6 separate regions of the Mus musculus genome follow, and regions 1, 2, 4, 5 and 6 are each linked to region 3. A link is a contact called in public Hi-C, HiChIP or PLAC-seq, Micro-C and capture Hi-C data. All regions are on one chromosome and are shown on one strand. Each heading gives the region's core, a stretch centred on a gene start, on an enhancer-like site or on the middle of the called end of the contact. The rest is flanking DNA. Distances are from core to core; before and after follow the strand shown.

Region 1 (3,418 bases), core at 814-3,313, 460 kb before region 3:
AGACAGTGGATCACCTGTTTCTGTGGATGTTCCAGGCACCACAGCAGAGTTGATACTTACTCAGTGGGCGTGGGCTGATTCAAGATAACAGCTGCCTCCGTAGCTTTCCACTTAGGCTTGAGAGCCCCTTGATGAGAAGAGATGTCACTATATGTCCTCTTCTTGGCTCCTTTCTTCTGCTCTGTTCCAGAGGTATCTGTGGGAGGTACTAGTATCTTCCTGTCCGTAGGTGCAGATGTAACAGAACCCCTAGTGCTCTTGGCCTTTTCTGTCCTCTGCTTGTCTCCCTTTGATTTATCTGAGGCCTTTTTTCTGTTCTGCTGGATTATTTGGGGGTGCATTTTGTCATCCATCTGAGAGACAAGAGGTTTTTCTGCGGCCTGTGACTTTTGTTTCAGTAGCTAATGGAATCAAAATTAAATATAAGCCACATTTATTATTTTGTTAAAAGCCACATTTAATTTTGAACTGACATACCACAGGTTCAAGAAACTTGTGTGTACATCTATTCTATCATCCATGCACTTCCCATCACCACTAATGGTGCTTTTCACTTCTTTATTTGGAGTTTCACTTAGTGACTTCCATGGTCAACACTGTGGGACACAGTGATCACTTCCGTTATCTCTGGAGGCGGCTACAGCTCAGAATCTAAGGAAGACCTGGAGGAAGGGAGTTCAATGGAAAGAAAGAAGTCCTGTGAAACCAGATAGGGCTGATCCATGTAGAGGAGAGGTCCAGGAGACCAATTTCTTCCTTGTGTTCAAATCTCCAGTTAAGACCACAACAAGATGGCAACCAGCTGAGAGATGTTGCAGTGAGTTTCTACTTATTCACTCCCCTAATACTTAAAAGGCCTGAAGGATTTAGATTCTTGTAGAAACCAGAGCCAAATCCAAGTTTCCTTTAGTAAACATGTCCTCCCTGCACACTTTACTTTCTTGGGAGAAAGAACAAGAACCAGCATACACAGCCCTGACTGTCCACAGGGTTTGGCTGCTCCTGGGTGTCCTGTTGGAAGATCCACACTAAGGAACAAGGTGGAGTGTTGTTATGGAGGCCAAGAAATTCCTTATTGTCTTTCTTACTGAGGCTCCATGACATACACTCCTCAAGACTCCCTAGAAGTCGACAGTGAAGGCATATTCAGCACCCCAGTTCTGCTGTTTACACCGTATGTGACCTACTTTCAACTCAAACCCTGTAAGTTATGTGTCACAATTTCCCCGTCTAAGAAACAAGGGCAGTAAAAGCATCTAACTAAGCTGGGCGTGGTGGCGCACGCCTTTAATCCCAGCACTCGGGAGGCAGAGGCAGGCAGATTTCTGAGTTCGAGGCCAGCCTGGTCTACAGAGTGAGTTCCAGGACGGCCAGGGCTACACAGAGAAACCCTGTCTCGAAAAAACAAAAACAACAAAAAAAAGCATCTAACTAGTATGGAAGAATTTATGAATGGGGGTAGGTATAGAGGCTCAGGACTAGGGAGGCTACCTAATGTAGGAGGACAACCACTAGTGTGGGTATACCCTGAGCTACAATAGTTCCAGAACCACTGGGCCAGAGTTCTGGGACATAGTTTAAGACGTTGCCAGGGTGGCAACCTAGATAAGTGATTCATAATTGAGAAAAAGAATTTGAATGAAGCAGAGGGCAACATCCCTTCCTCCTTCGGAGTCTGTGGCTACCTGACAGAAAGTTCGGGATGAAGGTGGCCTGTCGCCGGTCTCACCTCTTGCAACGCCTTCCAATTTTGAGAAAAGTTCTCGGGGGCCTTCGGCGGTCGGCCTGCCACAGCCGCCGGGTGGCTTCCCGGAACCCCACTTCCTGCCAGAGCTTTGCTCTTCCTGAACTTCTTCTTGGCTTTCTTCCTAGCGAGCTTCCTGATAGGCCCAGGTTGGGGCACCGGCGCGGTGGCCTTCGTCTTCATCTCCCCGCTCTCCGCAGTCGGAACCACCAGGGAAGAGACCGCGACTCCAGCAACCGCGCAAGCACACATTTCCCAGGGTGCAAGCGTGCTCCACTGCGCATGCGGGAACCCGGGTTGCTGTTCTCTTCGCGACCTGCTAGAAACCGAGACTGCATCTTTGGTTCCGCACGTATGCGGACTCTGCGACTAGCCCGCTAGTTAGCACTGGGGGCTGACAGCCCTGGCTAGCAGCGCTGCGGTTGGATACCCAGAGTTTGACGGAAGGGAGCCCAGACCTTCACAAAGATCTGGTGTCCCGGAAGGCCGCAAATGAGGAGACTCTGGGACACCGGAAAAGGCTGGGGGACTACTCTCGGTGTGGCACTCACGGGGGTACGGAAGAGGCGGAGGCGGGTCTTGTGTAGGTTGCCCTATGCACAACCACACACTGCGAATACCGAAGCCTTCCCCACGTCTCTGGTTTACTGACTGCAAAGGCACGCCAGCAGTGTCCGATATTAATGATAAAGCAAAATTTAATTGTGACTATATACGTATACATATACATTCTTAATCGCAGTGTTAATGACCAGCAATCTATTCTTGATCCTGATAGTGCAATACAGATGGGGCGGTCACAGTTGAATCGTTTGCCCTCGGGTTTCTCTGACTAGAGATAAGCAGCAAAGCCAACAGACCACGTAAGAAGGTTTGGGAGACTTGGTGGTGGCTGTTAGGAAAAATATCCAATCAGGACACCCCCTCCCCGGCACCCCCCAAGACCAAGTTCTGAGCACAGAGAAGGCTAGGCAGATTCCGCAACACACTTCAAATTGGCAGTTAAAGAGACTAGGCCTAAGGTATGGGCAAGTCCAAGCAACTCGATTACTAGTAGAAAAAAAAAAAAAAAATCCAGGCTCTAGCCTTCGCACCTGTTGGTATTCTGTCTGGACTCCACCCCCACCGAAACCTGGCAACAGCCAGATATGCTCCTCCACACAGTTACCTGGTAGCAGCTAGGTAGGACTGACCCTATAAAAGGGGCTGCTTGCCCCCTCATCCCTCTCTCTTTCTCTCTCACGCTTTTGCCTCTTGGCCCCTTGTTCCCCCCTTTCCCCATTCCCTTACCCCCTCTCTCCATATGCTCATGGCCAGCCTCCAATCCTCTCCTCCCCCTCCCCCTCCCCCTCCCCCTCCCCCTCCCCCTCCCCTCTCTGCCTTTGTCTCTACTACCCTCTTAACTCCCCTCCCCATGCCCCGAATAAACTCTATTCTATACTATACCGTCATGTGGCTGCTCTCTCAGGGGGAAGGGATGCTGAGGCATGGGCCCACTGAGGCACACCCTTCCCCCACACCCTGCCAGAACAGATCTTAGTAGCTCTTTCTCTTTTTATGATCACAACAGCACTCACTCAGATAATGGTTCTGGAATGCCTAGAGATAGAATAAGATAAAGCCCATCTACCCCAGAAATCCAGTGCGCTTTAAATCGAGCCTTCAAGCTCACTT
Region 2 (3,571 bases), core at 668-3,167, 510 kb before region 3:
AACCACGTGGTGGCCCACAACCATCTGTAGTGGAATCCGATGCCCTCTTCTGGTGTGTCTGAAGACAGCTACAAAGTGTACTCATAAATAAAATCTTTTTAAAAAGTTGCTTAATGTTGGAGATGTTGGAAATTATCAGGCAGTGTTGGCTCTCATAAATTCCCTAGGGTCTTAAGGTTGACTGAGCACAATGAGGCTCAGCCATGCACTACTCACCCCAAGTCAGAGCAATGGAAAGGAGTAACTACATGGGCCCCACTTTCAGTTGAGGATAGTCTGCCAGCATCTCGCGCCTCTCGGACAGGATCCACCATGGTCCGAGGCATTATGTACAACTCTTTAGAGTGGTCAAAGTGGCCCCTGACCTTCACTGGCCTGTACTCCAAATTTTTCAGTTCCATTGGGCTATAAGGAGAAAAGGAAGGGCTGTGAGTAAGCCAGGCTTGTCAATCCTTTAAGCAGAAAGGCTCAGTGAGGATCATCAGACAGGTTATGTCCTCCATAGCAACCTTTGATGCCAAATAGTAATAGAAGATGGTGATAACCAGAGCCCAGGTTTTCAAGGAAAGTGTGGGTTTCTGTATGGCTACTGTATATACATTAACAAAATGTGAGTCCAAACTCCACTTGTTCCCAACCCTGAAGGACAAAACTTTAAAATTCAAGAGGGCAATACAATAAACTTTAAAGACCACCACCCACCAGGGCCACAATGAACTGTCACCACTTTGGAGGATCCCTTGAGACCTGAAAAGGGAAATCTGACACCGAAAATAAATCTTTTCTATTTATGTTCTGTGTCCAATTTCATAAAGGCAGTCAGCAGGCAGTTTATCGGGAAACAGGGTTCTCGCCAAAGGACAGCAAATTACACCAAACAGAAGCAAGGGCCCCACTGCCGCCCTGTAAGTGGAATGAATAAAGTGGGCAGCCACACTCACTCTGCTGGTAGAGGGATGGGCTCAGCCATGACTCGAGACTCTAATTCTGCAATAAGTTTCAGCTTCCATTTCCGACGTTGGACCTATAGAAACAGCATGAGCTAAGCTAAGGTATCAGTGGAGTCCGAGCCTCGGAGCCACCCAAATTCGACCCCCATCTTCACCTGCCAAGTCCCCAGGCCAAAAGCAGTAGCAGGGATTAAAAGCAGGAACCACTGGAGAAAAGAATCGTCCTCTGCTTTAGCGGCGGCTGTTTCAGCAGTAGAACTGCAACACCTGCGTGGCCTACAGACCATCCCTGGAGGAAGTTTTACAACACTGGCATGGGGTCAGAAGCCCTAGAACAAACAGAACTGGATGGCCAATTCCTCGAGAGGCCCGATTATACCCCAGAGAATGTATGGCAAAGGTGGCAATTAACAGCACATGTGCCCAACCCTCTCCCAGTACAATACACGCAGTAAACCACTGTGGGCTGAAAAGAAAGGTGCATCAACCGCACCCAGGTCTGAGCCCTTCTCACCTGAGCGGACAGAAAACCCAAAGACGCTCCTCCTGACAGCGCAGAACTGGGCCTGCGGGGACCAGACAGGCCGAGGGGCTAAATCCAGGGAACCCCACGCCTGCCAAGTGCAAGCACCTGACACGGTCCAACCCAGCCCCACACAACTTCGAGCTAAGTCTTCTTGGGCAGGGTCCTCCCTGGCACCGCTCCACCCAGGGCTAAGTTCTCTTGGGCAGGGTCCTCCTCGGCCCCACTCCACTCCGGGCCCGGCCCTCCAGATCCCTCTTCTTGAGCAGGATCCTCTCTGAACCCCCGCTTACCCGTCCCGCGTAGGCCCATTGCGACCACCGCGTCATCCGTCGCGGCAGCACAGCCAAAGCCATCACAGCAGCCATCTTTGAGCACTTCCGGGACCGAGAAATCTGCTTCCTTCCGGGACGGCGCTCTGTCTCACGTGGTGGCTGCGGCGTCAGATGGGCATCTCCGATCATGGACGAACCACCCTCTGATGTGCTTGCATTCTTGCGCCAGCACCCCAGCTTGAGACTACTGCCCAACACCCGCAAGGTCGGAAGAGAACCGTGACCGGAAGAGTAGGGCCAGGAAGGAACGGGATCTGGGAGGAGCGGAACCTCGGAGGACCGACAGTGGCCAGAAAGGAGGGGGACCCGGGAGTATTGTGCCTGGAAAGCGTGGGACCTGGGAGGACAGTGCAGGGAAGGGGCGGAGCTGGCAAGAACCACCTTCTGACCAGATGCTCATCCGCAGGTTCGCTGCTCCCTAACTGGCCATGAGCTGCCCTGCCGTCTGCCCGAGCTCCAGGAATACACCCGCGGCAAGAAGTACCAACGGCTGTCAAGTTCCTTCTCTAACTTCGATTACGCAGCTTTCGAGCCACACATTGTGCCCAGCACAAAGAATCGGTACGTAGTTTGGCCGGCCAGCGCCTAGGAGCAGAGCCTGTGCCCCCTGTTCTGAGCTTGTAGGAGCCTCCCACTGTGACACTTATCAGGACAGTGCTTGTGGCCCTTGCATGTAGTTCCCTGAAGCCAGGCTGGGCAGTGCCAGTTTCACTGTTTGGGGATCCTGTCTATGGTTGTGTGGTTGATATATCCTCATATAGCACTCCCTGAGCTGTCTGACCGCCAAGCATGCAGTGTGAAACTGCAATTTCTTGGGTAACAATCTGGGTCCTTGATCCCAGATACTGAGTGGAATTGTTTGTAAGCCTGTGTAGCTGGGTTGGCCTGGAACTCACTATGTAGGCCAGACTGACCTTAAAGCCTGCCTCTGACTCTGCCCCTCTGCCTCTGCCACCTGAGTGCTGGAATTAAAGTCCACCATGCCTTTTTCAAAATCCAGACACTGAGACTAAATGCAGAGCATCCCAGCAGATGGATCATTTGTTTGCAGCATGCAGCCATGGTGGAGCCCACAAGACTGGGCCCTTGGTGTGCACTGCCCCTCCATACCCACCTGTTTGCCTTTTAGGCACCAACTGTTCTGCAAACTCACCCTGAGGCACATCAATAAGTCCCCAGAACACGTGCTGAGGCACACCCAGGGCCGGAGGTATCAGAGAGCACTTCATCAATGTAAGTCACCCCCCAGAAGCTCAGGCCTTTGGATGCATGCTCCCTGCCCCCAAAAAGCCAGAAAGGTGCCTTGGCCATCACTGATCCTTTATTGATGCACTTGCCTGATCTTGCACAGTGAGAAGGCAAAGCCAGAAGTAGGTGGGAAGGAGTGCGGTGGAGGTCTGATATTCCATAGCAGGGACAATCCTAGGGTAGCTCCCAGGCTGAGGCTGCAGTATTCTAGTTATAGGACAGGTCCATAGTCATCTGATACTGCAGGAGAGCCTTGAAGACTGTTCTCAGGAGCAGGATTGGTGCAAACAGTCCTGCAGGCTCCAGAGGGTGAGGGGTCTTGCAGCTAAGGGGTTGGTGGCTTGAGCAGGAAAGGGGACTTGCAGACAGCCTCCAGTATTGTTGGGTATAGCCAGGGGTGGGAAGGCATCCCAAGTCATTGAGAGTAGAGACTCCTGGGGTTAGGGACAGAGAGAGGATGGGGCCAGCTTGAGCATGAGGGAGGTGAAAACCTCCCATCCATGCTACCACAGGAA
Region 3 (3,478 bases), core at 943-3,442:
TCCACCTCCCAGATCCCTTTAAAGAGCGACCCCCGAAGGGCGGGCCACATGCCTCGAATTTGCTTAACTCTCGGCCAAGTTCCCTTCAAGGGGCCAAGAAAAGCAGCTTCAGCCAGCAGAGCGGACATTTTCCTGCCCTGCCCTGCCCTGCCCTGCGGCCAAACGCGTGTCTTGGCCTCCACAAAGGCCACACTGGAGCGACCACCGAAGTGGGGGCAATGAGAAGGCGAAGAAGACTCCAACCCAGAGGCTATCCAGGAAGGCCCCCGAGGCAGCTGGTCCTGGGCTGGGGTCCGGGAGGAGGCGCAGGCCAGAGAGGGGGCGGCGCCCGGCCCTCCCGCTCCCTCCGGCCGTAGCACCCCACCCGGCCCGGCCCCTCCGCCGAGCTGCGGGTAACAGTAGCCACCACTCCACCTCATCCTTCAACGGCTCCAACTCAACCTCCATGGGCTCCGGTCGTCTGGCACGCAGCCGGGGACGTGACCCCCAGCGTGGCACGCACCCGGTTGGAAGGGACACTCGGGGACCCGGGCCTAGACGCAACACTGCAGTGCTGGGCGTTACACCGAGGCTGGAGTCGCCCTCCACCAGGCAGCCGTAGACTGGGGAGCCGGCGCACACAAACCGTTCCCGCGGCGGTGGTAGCGCGCCCTAGACTGGGGGACTTTAGCCAACTTCGCGCCTTCGGGGACCGCCGCTCTCTAGAGCGGGAAGAGGAGACCGGGATGTGACCTGCTCTGCACTGACCCCTGAGCCAGAAGCTCCGGCCAGAGAACCTGGGCCTCCCGCGGCCCACGCTCCAGTCAATGCGCCCCTCAGATCGCACACCCGAGTCCCTCCTGCAGTGCCGGGACCCTCACCTGGGACATCTGCGGCCGGAAGTTGATGTCCTTAAGGTCGATGGAACCGGGGGAGAGGTTGTGCAGCAGCTGGCACAGAAGGACGCCGTCGCGCAGCGCCTGCGCCAGGTCGAAGACCACCGCCGAGGGCCACACGACGCGGTGGTTGGGCGGCAGGACCTTGCAGTCGATGAGCCAGCGGCCGCATTGCCGCCACTGCTCCATGGCGCCCGCGGCGCCTGTGCGCTCGCCGCTGCGGCCGCTGGCCAGCTGGCTCAGGGTAGCGCTCCGGCCAAAGTGCGGTGACCGCGGGGCATCCCGCCCGCCCGCGCGGGGCTCGGCCGCCGGGGCGGGGCTTCGCGCAGGCGGCCCCGGGTCCCCGCTGCGCGGCCGCACGGCCCTCCTCTTCCTCCTCCTCCTCTTCGGGCTACTAGCCGGCCGCCGCTCCCGCCCACGTGCGGCCAACCGGCGCTCGCGGGGCAGCGTGCGGGGTCCCTCTTTCACACACACAAGTCCGCTCGTGCTCCGGCCGGGGCTCCACGCCTCCTGCAGTCGCAGCGCTTCTCGATCCGCCCCTCTGGGCGCCGCATTCTGAGCTCCGGGCGCCCCGCTTCGGCCACCGCTCCTGCCCCACCCGAGACAAAGGCGCAGCGGGTCGCTCGCTCCCTGCGTCCGGCGCCTGAGCTGCTCGCTCCACCGTCGCTTTGTTCGCCGGGCCCGCGGGCTCTACGCCACTCGCGGGGCACTGGGACTCCGAGGCTCCGCGGCTCCTAGGCGCTGGGGGTGCAGGGGGCGCGGCCACGGCCGGGCGGGGCCGGGGGCGGAGCTGGCACCTTCACCCGGCACCTCCCCGGAGACCCAAGCACCGCCTCCAACCCGTCCTCCCACTTCCTGCCCCTGGGCCGCCAGCGAAAGTTGAGGAAGGCGGGGCTCCTGAGCAGGCTCCCCGCCCACGACTTTCCCTAGGTGCACGTGGAGGCTGGAGGTCTTTCTTGCGGTGCGATGAGGCCGCCGCACGGCAGAAGAGACTAGAAGATGACCGCGGTAACGCTGGGTGCCCTTGCAGGGTCTTTCGGCAAAGATAGACCCCAGAACGCGAACCAGGCTGGCCTACACACCCTACGCCCCTATGGCCTCTTCCAGTCCTCTGTCCTTGCCAGGGTCCGCAAGACACTCCGCCTCCACAATAACGGAGAGAGGGGGAAAAAAATCCTTCACTTTCAGCCCCCTTGATTGTCTAGTGGGAGGTGCTGGAGAGATAGACCGTGTTGTGTCCTGAGGACATTGTGACAGTGGGAGGGACTTCAAAAGCATAAATAACTGATTTTTGTGATTAAAATTAATTTGCTCTGGACAGTATCAGGAGCTGTGGGTTCTTGGTAAAGAAGAAGGGAACCCCACAAAGCCAAGTCTTCTATGAGACTGGTGTCATGAAAGGGAGCTAGAAGAGAGGAAAGTGACCAGTTTCCAAGAGCCGAGCTTTTGTGGGCGGTGTTCTGTCAGCCCCTGCCTCTCTCAGTTTACCTGGGCCAGGGAAGGATGACAGATCTGTCCCCTGCACCCAGGGAAGTCCCTCCCAGAAAGGCCTCTCTCTGCAGGAAGTCCCATCACCTGCCCCACCTAAGGAGGAAGCATGAACCCTAATCCTAGAGATCCGGCAGAGAAGCCAGGTAGAGCCTTCAGCCCCTCTACTTCACCTCTGAATAGCTTCAGGGGAAGGACCTCCTGCGGACTGGGGGTTAAATCGTCCAAAGCACAGGGCTACAGGCAGACCCTCCAGCATCTCCCTAAGAGTCATTCAACACCCTGCACCAAAGGGAGGAAAAAGAAAGAAGGAAAGAAAGGAGATTGCAAAGCTGAAAGCAAAGCACCCTGCTAAATGCTGCTGCATTCATGCCTTGGCGTGTGTACCCAGGGAGCTCTCTCACAGAAAAGAGGCCTCTGTGCTCCCAGCACTCCAGCCTTCCTGCCTCATCAGAAGCTAAGACCAGGTCTAGGACAAACGAATTTTGCCATCCAATCAAGCGTTCGTCTGCTGCCCCCTGGTGGTCTTGAGGGCAATGGCATCAGCTGACAGCCTAGATGCTACAAAAGAGGGGTCTGTCTGTCTTTGAGGGGCTGTAGTGCAGAGCATATAGTGGAGTTAGCATGTCAGTCCTCCAAGTCAGAAGATCCAGGCCTCCTGGCACCAGCAGAACTCTCTGGTACCCAATTCCTTATCTGGCTAGTGGGGACATCACTCATCTCGGAAATAATAGAAAGGATGAATGAAGAAAAGCTGGGTGGGAAGTATTCCAGGTGTCTGTTGTGCATGTGTAGGTCAGAGTTCACGAGCTCAAAACAAACATGCGGAGGACTGGTAAAGGGGATCTTTCTCCTCACCCATTCTCTCAGCCCAGAACTGTTCACCAGGATTGCCCTCTGGAAGTGTCCAAGAGAAGTGTACCTCCCCACTTTGGTCATGAGCACCACTGAAAGCCACTTGTGCTGAATACCAGAGCTCTGCAGTGAACTGAGCAGACGAAACCCTGAGGTAGGAACTGTCAACCCCAGCCACATGTCTGGGATGTGGGAAGTGGGCCACCAACTAACCATGCACGAGGCTTCAGAGAAGAATGCCCCTGGAAAGGGGTAGCAGG
Region 4 (3,839 bases), core at 1,209-3,708, 330 kb after region 3:
TGGATCCTCCTCGGTGGGGCTCTGGTGAGGATGTGTCTAATGTGGACTTTGGCACCTGCCTTTTCCTGCAGGGTGCTAACAGAGCTGGTGTCTAAGATGCGTGACATGCAGATGGACAAGACGGAGCTGGGCTGCCTGCGAGCCATTGTCCTGTTCAACCCTGGTACGGTCCTCCTGCCTCCCACCTGGCCAAGAGCATGCGAGTCTTCCCAGCTGCTCTGCGCCATGCTTTGACCTTCAGGGCCCAGTGTCCACATTACAACAGACACCAATCTCCTGCCTCCACTTGTCTGGAGATGTAATGGAGAGGCTCAAGTGGCACTCTATGCGGCCAGAGTAGGCACTTGACATTAGTGCTCTCCAGCTGAGCCTCGTGGGCTCTGCTGTCCACAGTGGTCTAGTGTTAGAGTGAGCTCCCAGGATGGGGTTGGTGGTCAGTTGGTCAGTCCATCTTGTTAGGTGTCCTGAGGGTAGCTAACTTGTCTCAGGCCTTGGCTTCAAGGATATTTGGGGACAGGGCAGAGCAGCCTCTTGAGGACAGCAAATCTTTTTGGTAGCTCTGGAGCTGCAGTGTTCAGGGCCTCCAAGCTGTTGCTGTCACAGAGGCCGAGACTGTCTTCTGTGTGGGAGGCTGTGGTGTGAAGAGTGGCCCAGGCCTGTGCTCACAGCACTGGGTTGGTGGCAGATGCCACTGGTGGCCAGTCCACATGGTGATGGGAGCACACAACTGAGAGCGTGGAATTCTTCCTGGGGAGAAATTCAGGGATTCAAGAGATGGCTGTGGGCTTGTGGGTGGCTCTGACTAGGCTCCAGGAAGCCGCGGAGGCTGGAGCACTCGCTGCCGCAGGGTATGCATGGGCTTCTGTATTTGAAAGTCCATCCTTGTCTGCCAGGGGAGGGGTTGAATATGGGTTGGAAGCTTGGCTGACGGGGCTCACCAGCCCTGCACATGGTGAGTAGAAAATATGGGGGGACAGGGATATAGGCTTCTACCCCAGATAGCTCATTCCTGAGCCAACCTGATAGTTTCTCAGGTTAGGTCTGAGTGGTCTGGCTGGAGGCATGGTGAACCAGGGAGGCCTCAGCTGGGGCTCCGAGGGATAGGGAGGGACTGTCAGGGACTAGATCAGTTGAAGGTGTCTTGTGTATTCTAAAGAGCTCCCAGACCCCAAAGTGCCCTCAGCATTCTTACTGGTACACTGTGCCCTGATGGTGTTAATGACTATGGCTGTGGTTTTTCTCTAGCCTGTATTGTGGCCAGTGTTTAGGCGCTGAGGAGGGGTCTCCTGGCTCATGGTATGGGGAGATCCTCAGGGAAGGGCTTACAGCTTTCTTCCTGTCATTGGGACCAGGCCCAAGGGCAGTGAGAGGATTGGTTATCTCTCATGACCACCTGGAGAAAGATGGGGAAACTAAGTCCCTGAATGACAAGGTACTGGTTTAAGGTCACTTGACTTTCAAGTGGCCGAATGGAGACATAATATGACTCTAGAACACCCATCCTCCTGGTCTGGGAGCTATGGGTCTGCAGGGCAGCCATATCTAGTTGTGTAGCATGCACACTCTCTGCTATGCTTGCATGTGGATAGGAGATAGTCTGGGGGCTCTGACCTGAGGCTATTTTTCTCTACAGACTCTAAGGGGCTCTCAAACCCTGCTGAGGTGGAGGCGTTGAGGGAGAAGGTGTATGCGTCACTAGAAGCGTACTGCAAACACAAGTACCCTGAGCAGCCGGGCAGGTGAGCCCCGCCTCCATCTTGGACAGCCCCCTGCCTCTACCCTTGGGCTCAGCCACACATCTCCAAAGCCCTCTGTATGCCACAAAACAATGGTGTCCTCCTTAAACCAGCCTGGGGTGCTTTTCAGGCTTTGAGCAGGAGCTAGGCAGCCCTTGGACTCATGAGCTCTGAGGACTACCCACTTCCCCCTATACCCAGTTGAGATAATTGATCCATTTCTTAGTGCACAGTAGGTCCTTGCTATTTACGAGTATGAAGCCTTATGTTCTTCACCTGTTACGTGACCTGGAAATGCCAGCACAGCGTAGGTGCTGTACAGTTGTGCATAATACGTGGCTGAGACTGGAGAACACATTCTTTCTGCTGGCCTAAGGAAGACTGGCATCTAGTCATGTTCAGTGCTGGGTGCACAGTCTAGTGTTAGGCACACAGTAGGTGTCCAGGAGAAATGGTGTTTTCCAAGGATTCAGTTCTGCTTCTTCTTGCAGTCTCCCAGTGTGCAGGCTAGGTGTGAGTGGAATAGTGGAAGACCGGGGAGATGGGCACACTAACCAATCTCGTTGCCTGGCACACACATGGTTAACTGTCCACACTGCTGTTTAGCCCTCATCTGGTTTGGTTTAAAGTGAAACTTCCCGGAGGAGGACAGGAGGGTGGCAGCGGCTTGTTTTTCCTGGCTTCCTGCCTTAGCCCATCTCGCCAGCTCAGCAGAAAACAGCCTGTTCTCTGGCACCTCTCCAGCCTCCAAGCTACGCTTGTGCCTTTAAACTGAGGACTGCGGGGCAGCCAGCCACAAGGCTTCCTCCCTGGAAATGAAAGACATTGTTAATAATTAATGAGGCCCAGAGCCCCCTCCAGTATATAGGGAGGCCCTGAGCAGACACAGAGGTCACACGTGGGACCCCAGGTCCTGTCCCCACACCACACTGTCCTCTCTTGTCTGTCCACCTTCCATGAGTTCTCAGATTCCTTTCCCATGCCTATCGGTCTTTTGCCCAGGAAACATTCCAGGGGTAAAGGAACCCAAAGGCCTCTGCGGTCCTCTCCAGGGAGGTGCTCCTGCTGAAGCAGGGGATCTCCCAGCTCACTGCTGGCTCCACTGTCAGTCACCCCGAGTACCATGCGTGTGACTGACTACCAGTCAGGCTGCCCACAGAGCTTCCTGGTGCCTCTTCCTAGGACATGCCCCACTGCCTCTAGCGAGACAGCCGCTCTTGCAGAGGCCTCTCCGATGCACAAAACATGTTCATGCTCTTACCTGCCGAAATTTCTATCAAGGCTCCCCGTTGCCCGTGGAGCAAGCCCACACTCGTAACTGCTCTCCCAACCCCTGCCAGGCCTGTCCTGGCCGACAGTAGTCAAGCATTGGCTCTTCCTTTCATTTTAGGATCTTGATGCAACTCAGCCTGCTGCACCCCTGCCGCACCCCCACTCCACCCCTGCCACTCCTCTGCCCCTTGTGCTCTTTTGTCTCCAAGGAGCCTCCTTTCTCTAGTCCCCACTTCTTCCTGGAGCATCAGTTTAGGCAGTTTCCTCTGCAGACCAGGTTCTGGTCCCAGGCACTGGGCTTGGCTGGTCTCCGGGGAAGTTACAAGTCACCAGGTAGAGCAGGGAGCACTCCGAGGGGAGCATTCCCTGCCTCCTGGCCTGTCCTTACTCTCTCCTGTCCTGCAGGTTTGCCAAGCTGCTGCTCCGCCTGCCTGCACTGCGTTCCATCGGGCTCAAGTGCCTGGAGCACCTGTTCTTCTTCAAGCTCATCGGGGACACGCCCATCGACACCTTCCTCATGGAGATGCTGGAGGCACCACATCAAGCCACCTAGGCCCCCGCCGCCGTGTGCCGGTCCCGTGCCCTGCCTGGACACAGCTGCTCAGCTCCAGCCCTGCCCCTGCCCTTTCTGATGGCCCGTGTGGATCTTTGGGGTGCAGTGTCCTTATGGGCCCAAAAGATGCATCACCATCCTCGCCATCTTTACTCATGCTTGCCTTTGGCCCAGGGCCATAGCAGAGCTGGTGTGACACCTGGCCAGCTCCTGCCCTACATCAGGCTCTAAGGCTATGCTGCTGTCACCCCGAGGGTCGTGGGGTTCGTCATGGGGCC
Region 5 (3,463 bases), core at 107-2,606, 460 kb after region 3:
CCTCTGCCCTCTCTGTACTCTGGATAGAATTTAGGACCTTTGTGCACAGCCTCTGAGCTGCATCCCCAGCTTTCCTCCTCTATTCTGTGTACTGTCTGATGTTCCCTATAAGGTACATTCCACACTTAAGCAAAGCTTGAATTAAGTCAGTACTAGCCACCCCCATTCAGATTCAAGAACCAGAGCATGGCCATCCCAGCAACTCCTCTGACTGCCTTTGCCCCCTGACTGCCTCTATCCCCTGACTGCCTCTGCCCTCTGACTGCCTTTGCCCCTTGACTGCCTCTGCCCTCTGACTGCCTCTATCCCATGAATGCCTCTGCACCCTGACTGCCACTCTCCTCTTGTTTGGAGAATAATGAGAAACTAGGGAGCCTGAGGATGCAGCCGGAGAGAGATGTCCCAGGCCGGTCTCCATCACTACAAAATTCTTTCAGGCTGCAATGTGTTCAAAGGGAGCGATAGCTTTGTGTCTGAAAGCCTTCTTAATTCACTCTGATTCTTTCTAAACAAACCCTGAAGCCCTTGGAGAAGGGCAGGGCAGTGAGTCAGGCTTTTGCAGGGCCTCCCAGGCCTGGAGAAGTCTGGGAGAACTCCTGTCTCCCTCTGCTGTAGATGGGGAGCTGGGAGCCCCTCTCCTTTTCCAGCTGTCAGCTCTGGAAGGGGGCTCTTCCTTTTCCTTGTGAGTTGTTGGGCCACTAGGGACAGCAGTAAGGCGGTGGGGTGGGATCTGAGACTGACCTTCACCTGATTAATAACTTGGTCACTCCTTGTTCACTTAAGGCCCCTCTGGGCATCCTTGACAGTCTGGTCTGTGGAGAGGTAGAAGGCAGGTCCCCAGCGCTGTATTGGCCTGTCAGTCATAGTCTAGGGAGCCCCTTCTGGCTGAATTGCAAGTTGAGTCTCCGCCCAGAAGAGGAGCTCTCGGAACTCCTCCTTAAAGAGAAAGTTCTGTGTGGTACTGCAATCTCTCTTTTGAATTCCAGCGATCAAACTTCGGGGGTCCCTCAACGTTGGTTCTTGGAGTCTGGCCAGGTCGGGGTACCTGAGGCGGGAAGAATCTAGGATCAGGGTGGGCCATCAGGTTTTGGAGGCCGCCGCCCAGAGCGGGGAGAAAGAACGGGGGCGCCGGCCCCGTCCCACGTCCGCTCCCGCCCCGGGCCAGCCCCTTCCTCGCCGCGACTCGCCCGCTATCCCCACCCCCTCGCCCTCGGCGCCCAGTGGGAGGCGGGGACCGGCCTTGCTGAGCGGGGCGCCGGGCTCTGATTTGCTGCGGGCGTTGGGGGCGGTGGGGGGTGGGGGAATCCACAGCCTCCGCGTTGTCTGCCAGCAGCGAGGGAGGGAGGGAAAGGGGGGAAAAGTGCTCAGCGCCGAAGGCGAGGTCCGCACTCCTGGTCCCCGCGGCTGGCGCAGGACCTCACTCCAGCGGAGCGCCCACGGGGAGCGGGTCGCGGGGCAGCAGCGGTGAGGAGGCCACGAGACTAGAAGGAGGAGGACAGGGAGTGCGCGAGCAGCCAGCGAGGGGGTCCCGGCCGTCCCGGGCCACAGTCGATCCCTGCGCCGTGGGCGAGCGCGCCCGCTGCCTCTTCCAGAACAGCCACCGCCGCGGGGGAGATCGGGCGGGTGCCGAGCTTCCTATGACTCCCTGAAGTTGTCGTGCTCCCCTAGCGTCCGCCACCCGGGACGTGTCTCTGGTCCCCGTGCATCGTGTGCGTCTCCCGCTCCCCGGCCCGCGCACCCCGCCGGCATGGACGTACACACCCGCTGGAAAGCTGCGCGCCCAGGCGCCCTGCTGCTGTCTTCGCCGCTACTCCTGTTCCTGCTGCTGCTGTGGGCGCCGCCTTCGAGCCGCGCAGGTAAGAGTGCTCTGGGGACCGGACCTCGGGGACTGTAAGAGGTGCGCAGAACCTCCGCGCCGCTGTCATCTCGGGCTCCTTCGCCGCCGGCCTCCTCCGAGCCTGCAGAACTTTCCTCCTTGGCCTGTGGAATGCACCGGGCAAGACAACGAATACCATTCGTTGGGGGCCCAGGAGAGGGAGCCGGGCCAACTCCATCCCCGCGGCGTACCGCCCCCTCCTCAAACGGGCCTGCTGGGTGGGGCTGTTGGTCGAGTCAAGGAAGAATCTGCCTCGTGTTAGATCCCAGCAGAGGTGCTCACACTTTTGTCCCCAAACCTCGCATTTTCTGTCCCACATCACAGGCGACCCGCTGCATCCCACGCAGCCCTTAAGCAGAAACTTTCCTTCTGAAAGCTGGAAAGGGCCGCCCCCTAGAGTCAAGGCCATTCAGTTCCTCAGGGACGCCTAGGGGTGGAGGGGGATCCCAGAAGTTTGAAACCCCAGCTATGGACTTCCCTCTGTACACACCCTCTTGCTTGTCTGAGCTAAGTTTCTGCAATTCCCAGGGGACAGAGTTCCCTGTAGTCCCTGACAAGTCTTCAGGGGCACTGGGGAGCCCTGTGAGGTAGGCCAGCCCTACTCCTAGCCGTCAAACCTCCAAACCCCTTAGAGGTAGTTTTCTTGGGCTTTCTGCCCAAAGATGGGATGAACGGGAAGCCTGGAGAGGGCCTTGGAGTCTGGGCTGGGAGCTTCTCAGATGATCTGCAGATGTGAGACTCCTGCCAGGTTGGGTTCTCTGAAGGAGCCCTGATCCAATGGGCAGAATCAGGGAGGTACTGGGATTGTCCCTGTCTGTATTTCAGCGCTTTCAGGCTCAGGTCTGGGCAGGCATATTATTTTCAGCATCACTCTTGTTAGTTAGTTGTGGGATAAACCTCCCCAGAGCCCTTAAACACCATAGCCCAGGGTGGGAAGGCACCAGGCATGTGCTGATACAGGGAGGCGAAGGCAGTTAGAAAGAGTTCAGGCAGCCGAACAGCGGGTGGAGTGGTCAGCCCTTGCGCAGTGACAGGGCTCTCCTTAGCTTAGCTGGTGTTACTAGGACTAGCAGGAGAATCCATTTCCACCCCCCATGGCCAATTACAATATTCTTCTCCTGCTTTCTGGCACCATTAGTGTCCAGTGGCCACAGGATGAGCAAGAGTGGAAATGGGAGGGGCCAGGGCCTGCGGGGACCGAGGGAGAGCATGGGCTGACGATGCTCACTCTTGTGGAACTTGGACCAACTGCCCCGGAGTTCCCAGGGTTAAGCTAGCAGTAGGGAATGCTGAAGGCCCTCAGGAAAGTGTGGAGGAGAGACAAGAGAGGTCAGCCTCTCTTTTCCCTATACCCCCACAATGTTCCCCTGTGCGCCCCAGAACCCCAGGAGGGAAGCCTTCAGTGGACCTCTCGCCTGGGAAGCTGGGGTTACCACTAGCATAGGTTGGGTGTTCCGGGTTCACCCTGTCCACCCTGTACCTTGTCCCAGCCCTGCCCTGTCCTGTGGCCACCTACCTCTCTTCGTCACTCTATTACTATGCTCTGCCCCACTTCCCTGTGCTGTTGAGGGTGCGGCCATTTGGAAG
Region 6 (3,929 bases), core at 409-2,908, 290 kb before region 3:
GTTGTACCTCCTCCCAGACCCTAGACCTTTCCAGGAGGCATCTCCGGGCTTGGTAAGTGGGTCAGTACCAACCAGTCCAACAGGAGCTCAGGTGACAGGGACAAAGACTCCAGCACAAGGCCACTCTATCCATCTTTTCTATGGCATAAGGCAAATGTACTACACATGACCACCAAAGAAAGGGATGGAGAGAGAGAGAGAGAAGACAGAAGTGAGCCCCTGGCCTCAGGAGGGAAAAGAACTTCTCAAAGCCACACAAGGTTGTATGTACTTAGCAAGCCTGTAGCCCATGTGTCATGGACAGTTTCAACCACCTTCTACTGGCCAGAGGTGTCAATTCTTGAGTCTTCAAGACCCTTGGCATGGAGTCTTCACTCTCAATTCTATCTCAAGAAGAGGAGGGTGGGAAGATGGGCCTATGCGCTTTTCTGTAACCATAAACTTCTGGGAGGTGGAAGCTGTCCCTGAACCCTACCAAGACTTTGACTGGCACAGGGGTGAGAAGACCACAGGGGAGCAGCCTGGCACTCTCTGCAGACCCCTTAACTCCAGCTTCCCCAGAAGGGACAAGGGACCCTGCAGAAAGGTCTGGGGACTTGTCACCTAGGTTTCTTGCCCTGGAGTCACATCAGCAGAGAATGTGCACCCGTGTGACACTGAATGTGAACCTGCTTTTCGGATTTTGGTGTTTGGCTGGAAAAACACAGCTGCCTGCCGGGCATGCCCCCTCCTGCCCGCACTATTTAAGATGAGGTTTCCAACAATGTGGGAAAGCAGCGACAGAGGTTCCACCACCTGTTAACCGTGACCTTGGACAAGAAACCAACTTTTCTAAGCCTTTGTTTCCTCCTCTGTCAAACGGAACCCTCAAGCCTTTCATACATAGGCTGGACAGAATGGATGCCAGCAGTAGCCCAGGGCAAGCATTCGGCAGCAACCTGGTGGGAGGCAAGCCTCACCTCCTGAAACCAAATATCTCAGCTCCAGGCAAGAAAGGATGAATGGAGCTAGGTTTCCAGTCTCTTCCGACAAACTTTCTCTCCCCATACCCCTTCCCTCAGGCAAGTCACCCTTGGAGGGAAGTAGAACCTCTCTTCTGTCCGTGGGTTCCTCGGCCTCTCACCTAGAACCCCACTGCCCATCTCAGGCTCTTGGAGGGAGGGAAGCAATTGGATGGGTGATGCTGTACAGGCACCTGTGTAGATAGGTCAGGGCACCTGATGAAAGGTGGCCAGGGCAGGCTGCAGTACGTACTGTAGACGAGGTGGGCACAGAGCCCGGGCTTCCCAGCCTGCGTTGCTTGCTCTCACACCGTGACCTGCGCACCCGCTTGGCCCTTACCTTGAACCATGGGAACCACGCTGCCCCGGCTGGCGGAGGACTTGGACACACGTGACGGGGCGGGCGTCCCTCTGTCCGGGGCACAGCGAGTAGCAGCAAATGCAGCCCAGGCCGAGGCCGGTGGCGCCTGCTGGGGCCGGGCTGGCAAAGTGAGCGCCAAGAGACTCCTGGAGGCCCCAGAGGAGGCAAGTGCGTGGCCAGGAGAGACTCTCTGCCAGCTGCGCGCTGCGGCCACGGCTCTGGACACCCAGCTGCCTCTCTGCGAGCGGCACGCGCGACTCCAGCCTAGTCCCGGGCGCGGGGCGCGCGCTGGAGGGGAGGGCGCGCGCGCGCTAGCCTGCTGAGGAGTGCGCGCTGCAGCCCTGCGCGCGCCGTCGGCGGCGGCTGCGGGGAGCAGGCGAGGAACTGTCCCTGGTGCTGACGCTGGTCCGCGTCCGCCCCCCTCCCCCCACCTCCCTCCCCCCTGCGGCTGAGCTCACATGCAAGGTCTAGGGACCCACACTGTTGTGCGCGCCCTGCGGGGTTCTCACGGATCTCCACCAGCCTGTTTCTTTCTCTTTGAGCTTTGGTCTCTGTGGTGATGGGATTTACCTGACTCTGGAAAGCACAACCTTGGAGCAGGTCCCTGGTCCTTCTTGTTTCTGGGGTAACTGACAGCAGGGCCTTTAAGGCTGATCTGAAGATGAAAGGCAAAGATGTCCACAGGCATAGCACACCCTAAGTACTTGATAAACGTTTGCCTTTGCTCCGTTTATTCTCTGGATCAGTCTGGTGTAGTGTACAGTCTGCACTGGGCTGGTTGGTGACTGAGGCCTTGGCTGACTCAGGTTTCTAGCCATTGGGAAGGAAGCAAATCTCTGCTACTTTACCCCCAAGTACAGCATTAGGGCAGTGGTTGGAAGTTAAAGCAAGTCAGATTTGAGTGGAAATGAAGAACTTTCTGGCCTTTCCTTTTGAGAAATATGTTCCCAAGATAAGCCCCATTCTGGAAGATATTCCGGAGAGGGCTGTGGCTGCAGACCTCAACCTAAGGGGAGTAGGTATTGAATGAGGCTTTGAGTTAGAATATACCACACTCTGAGAAAACTCCCTGGACCACTAAGGGTACTGTATGGGTACTGGATTGTGCCAGGAACGACACGATGCTCTGTAAGAAGCTCTGTCCTTGTGGGGAGGACATATGTCAGCCCATATTGAGGGGCTAGGGAGCTGGTGGAGTTTCCTTCCCCTTTGCCCACTGGCTGGGCATAGAAAGACCAGCAAGTCATTCCAAGATATGCCACAGAGCCAAGGAAGCAGGTGCTTTAGTCAGACGCCTGCGTGAGCATGCACACGTGCACACACACACACACACACACACACACACACACTCACTCTGCCCACTTCCCTGCTGATCCTTCCTTCTTAAGGGTCCTCACTGAACTCCTCAGCAATGACCATATTCTTGGTGTGCCTTATAACAAACTGGGAACAATCCTTTATCCCACTTAACTACCAGGAAGAGATGACCCCGCCTTTAAGTATCTCTACTCCTTTTGAGATGGGTAATTAATTGTCACCTGCCTCATTTCTCCAGGGACTGGTGGCTGTGTTTGATTCATTAATTAACTGTACTCAGAGCCTGCTTGAAGCAGGCTCTTATCTCACAGTAAACATCAATTGTTATGTGTGCAACACATTCCAGACGCAGTGCTAAACACTTGCACACATTGTCTCATTTAGCCAGCTCAGCAAGGGCCAGGGAGAGTCAGCCAGAACCTGTCTTGCAGGTGAGAACAAACGACAGAGTCCTTGGCAACAGAACAGAGCTGGGACTTGATGACTCCCAAGATCTCCCACACTCGCCAATGTCCCAGTCTGAGATAGGACAATTGGCTCCAGATGATTCTATATAAGGGAGGTCAGAGAGCCCTGGAGAGTGCCAAGAGGAAACCACAGGCCGGCCAGCCAATCAACTCCTGCAACCATCAGTCCTGACTTTCCACTCAGTCTCAATCAGGACTACTTACTTGCCTTTTGGTGATTGTCTCAGATCCTTAGATGCTGTCAAACGTGTGCCAGAAATTTTCAAAAAGAGGCCTCACCATCAAGCCCTGCCTTTGCCAGCAGCTCATCCACACTTCCACTTTGTCACATATCCATGTCTGCTCCAAGACTGTAAGTCTGGTAGCCATGGTCTGAGCAGCCAAGCATCCAAGAAGTGGCTTGGCCTTTTACCCTAGGCTCTGAGTTATTACTCCTTCCTGTGTGGAGCAGAGAGATGCTTCCCCAGCACTTGCGATGGTGTGACTTTATTTAGTGGTATTTGTCTCATTTAAACTGTGACTGGTTTCAATGCCTCACAGCAGTACACACATGTGTACCAGTGTGCTTTCATATAGAGGTCTGAGGTCAACAACGTTAGCTGTCTTCTTCTGTCACTCTCCTGAAATTTTCTGTTTTGGCTAAACCGGCTAGCTAGCGAGTACCCAGGCTCCTCCCCTTTCTGCTTGCCCCTAAAGCTGGAGTTACAGACACATCTCAGCCCTTGGTGGGTGCTGGGAATCAAGACTCTGATCCTTGTGCTTCCGCAAGTGCATTATCTGCTG

What was found. Hi-C and Micro-C count contacts between places; a contact is called where the count stands out from the background. HiChIP or PLAC-seq counts read pairs in DNA pulled down with a chosen protein or histone mark. Capture Hi-C pulls out chosen DNA fragments and counts their contacts.
Region 1: a capture Hi-C map of macrophages shows a contact between it and region 3, with 4 times the contacts expected there. The contact joins the promoter of Rexo4 here to the promoter of Vav2 in region 3. A contact is called at or near these places in 1 of 39 promoter capture datasets (neural stem cells), 4 of 484 Hi-C or Micro-C datasets (all in embryonic stem cells), 4 of 115 datasets of contacts at active chromatin or transcription factors (the 230-238 cell line, astrocytes, pancreatic cancer cells and 1 more) and 1 of 9 other capture datasets (macrophages).
Region 2: a contact with region 3 is called in an H3K27ac HiChIP or PLAC-seq map of thymic regulatory T cells, with 6 times the contacts expected there. The contact joins the promoter of Surf2 here to the promoter of Vav2 in region 3. A contact is called at or near these places in 8 of 39 promoter capture datasets (the 3T3-L1 cell line, 3T3-L1-derived adipocytes, cranial neural crest and 5 more), 12 of 484 Hi-C or Micro-C datasets (CD4 T cells, LSK cells, embryonic fibroblasts and 7 more), 12 of 115 datasets of contacts at active chromatin or transcription factors (embryonic forebrain, embryonic stem cells, extraembryonic endoderm stem cells and 7 more) and 3 of 9 other capture datasets (adipose tissue, liver and macrophages).
Region 4: a Hi-C map of pre-megakaryocyte-erythroid progenitors shows a contact between it and region 3, with 3 times the contacts expected there. The contact joins the enhancer-like site here to the promoter of Vav2 in region 3. A contact is called at or near these places in 7 of 39 promoter capture datasets (the SN4741 cell line, hematopoietic stem and progenitor cells, hippocampal neurons and 4 more), 2 of 15 datasets of contacts at CTCF or cohesin (large pre-B cells and pro-B cells), 43 of 484 Hi-C or Micro-C datasets (B cells, the Ba/F3 cell line, the C2C12 cell line and 27 more), 10 of 115 datasets of contacts at active chromatin or transcription factors (T-cell acute lymphoblastic leukemia, astrocytes, bone marrow-derived macrophages and 5 more) and 2 of 9 other capture datasets (embryonic stem cells and liver).
Region 5: a Micro-C map of embryonic stem cells shows a contact between it and region 3, with 6 times the contacts expected there. The contact joins the promoter of Col5a1 here to the promoter of Vav2 in region 3. A contact is called at or near these places in 1 of 39 promoter capture datasets (neutrophils), 2 of 484 Hi-C or Micro-C datasets (both in embryonic stem cells) and 1 of 115 datasets of contacts at active chromatin or transcription factors (embryonic stem cells).
Region 6: a Micro-C map of embryonic stem cells shows a contact between it and region 3, with 2.5 times the contacts expected there. The contact joins the promoter of Fam163b here to the promoter of Vav2 in region 3. A contact is called at or near these places in 4 of 484 Hi-C or Micro-C datasets (embryonic stem cells and nephron progenitors), 1 of 115 datasets of contacts at active chromatin or transcription factors (embryonic stem cells) and 1 of 9 other capture datasets (macrophages).

Annotation. Positions count from the first base shown.
Region 1 is chr2:26,962,323-26,965,740 of GRCm38.p6, forward strand. Rexo4 (REX4, 3'-5' exonuclease) reads right to left here and starts at 2,064. Exons shown (of 8, transcript NM_207234.2): 1 at 1,730-2,064; 2 at 61-401. The coding sequence starts at 1,996.
Region 2 is chr2:26,914,491-26,918,061 of GRCm38.p6, forward strand. It overlaps Surf2 (surfeit gene 2), which reads left to right and starts at 1,918. Exons shown (of 6, transcript NM_013678.3): 1 at 1,918-2,013; 2 at 2,215-2,369; 3 at 2,938-3,041. The coding sequence starts at 1,936. It overlaps Surf1 (surfeit gene 1), which reads right to left and starts at 2,040. Exons shown (of 9, transcript NM_013677.2): 1 at 1,767-2,040; 2 at 1,465-1,516; 3 at 1,106-1,239; 4 at 942-1,024; 5 at 217-405. The coding sequence starts at 1,841.
Region 3 is chr2:27,425,416-27,428,893 of GRCm38.p6, forward strand. It overlaps Vav2 (vav 2 oncogene), which reads right to left and starts at 2,193. Exons shown (of 28, transcript NM_009500.2): 1 at 861-2,193. The coding sequence starts at 1,064.
Region 4 is chr2:27,756,128-27,759,966 of GRCm38.p6, forward strand. Rxra (retinoid X receptor alpha) reads left to right here. Exons shown (of 10, transcript NM_011305.3): 8 at 72-163; 9 at 1,634-1,739; 10 at 3,414-3,839. The coding sequence ends at 3,561. Among named protein-coding and RNA genes, the nearest start is that of Gm39777, 80 kb to the right of the region's middle. Within about 2 kb of position 2,459, at least 193 of the 459 cell types and tissues checked have an H3K27ac peak or open chromatin away from gene starts, as enhancers often do. A contact at or near this core is called in the HPC-7 cell line, the N1E-115 cell line, the SN4741 cell line and 17 more, where this site is marked.
Region 5 is chr2:27,885,069-27,888,531 of GRCm38.p6, forward strand. It overlaps Col5a1 (collagen, type V, alpha 1), which reads left to right and starts at 1,357. Exons shown (of 66, transcript NM_015734.2): 1 at 1,357-1,856. The coding sequence starts at 1,748.
Region 6 is chr2:27,140,819-27,144,747 of GRCm38.p6, forward strand. Fam163b (family with sequence similarity 163, member B) reads right to left here and starts at 1,659. Exons shown (of 3, transcript NM_175427.4): 1 at 1,342-1,659.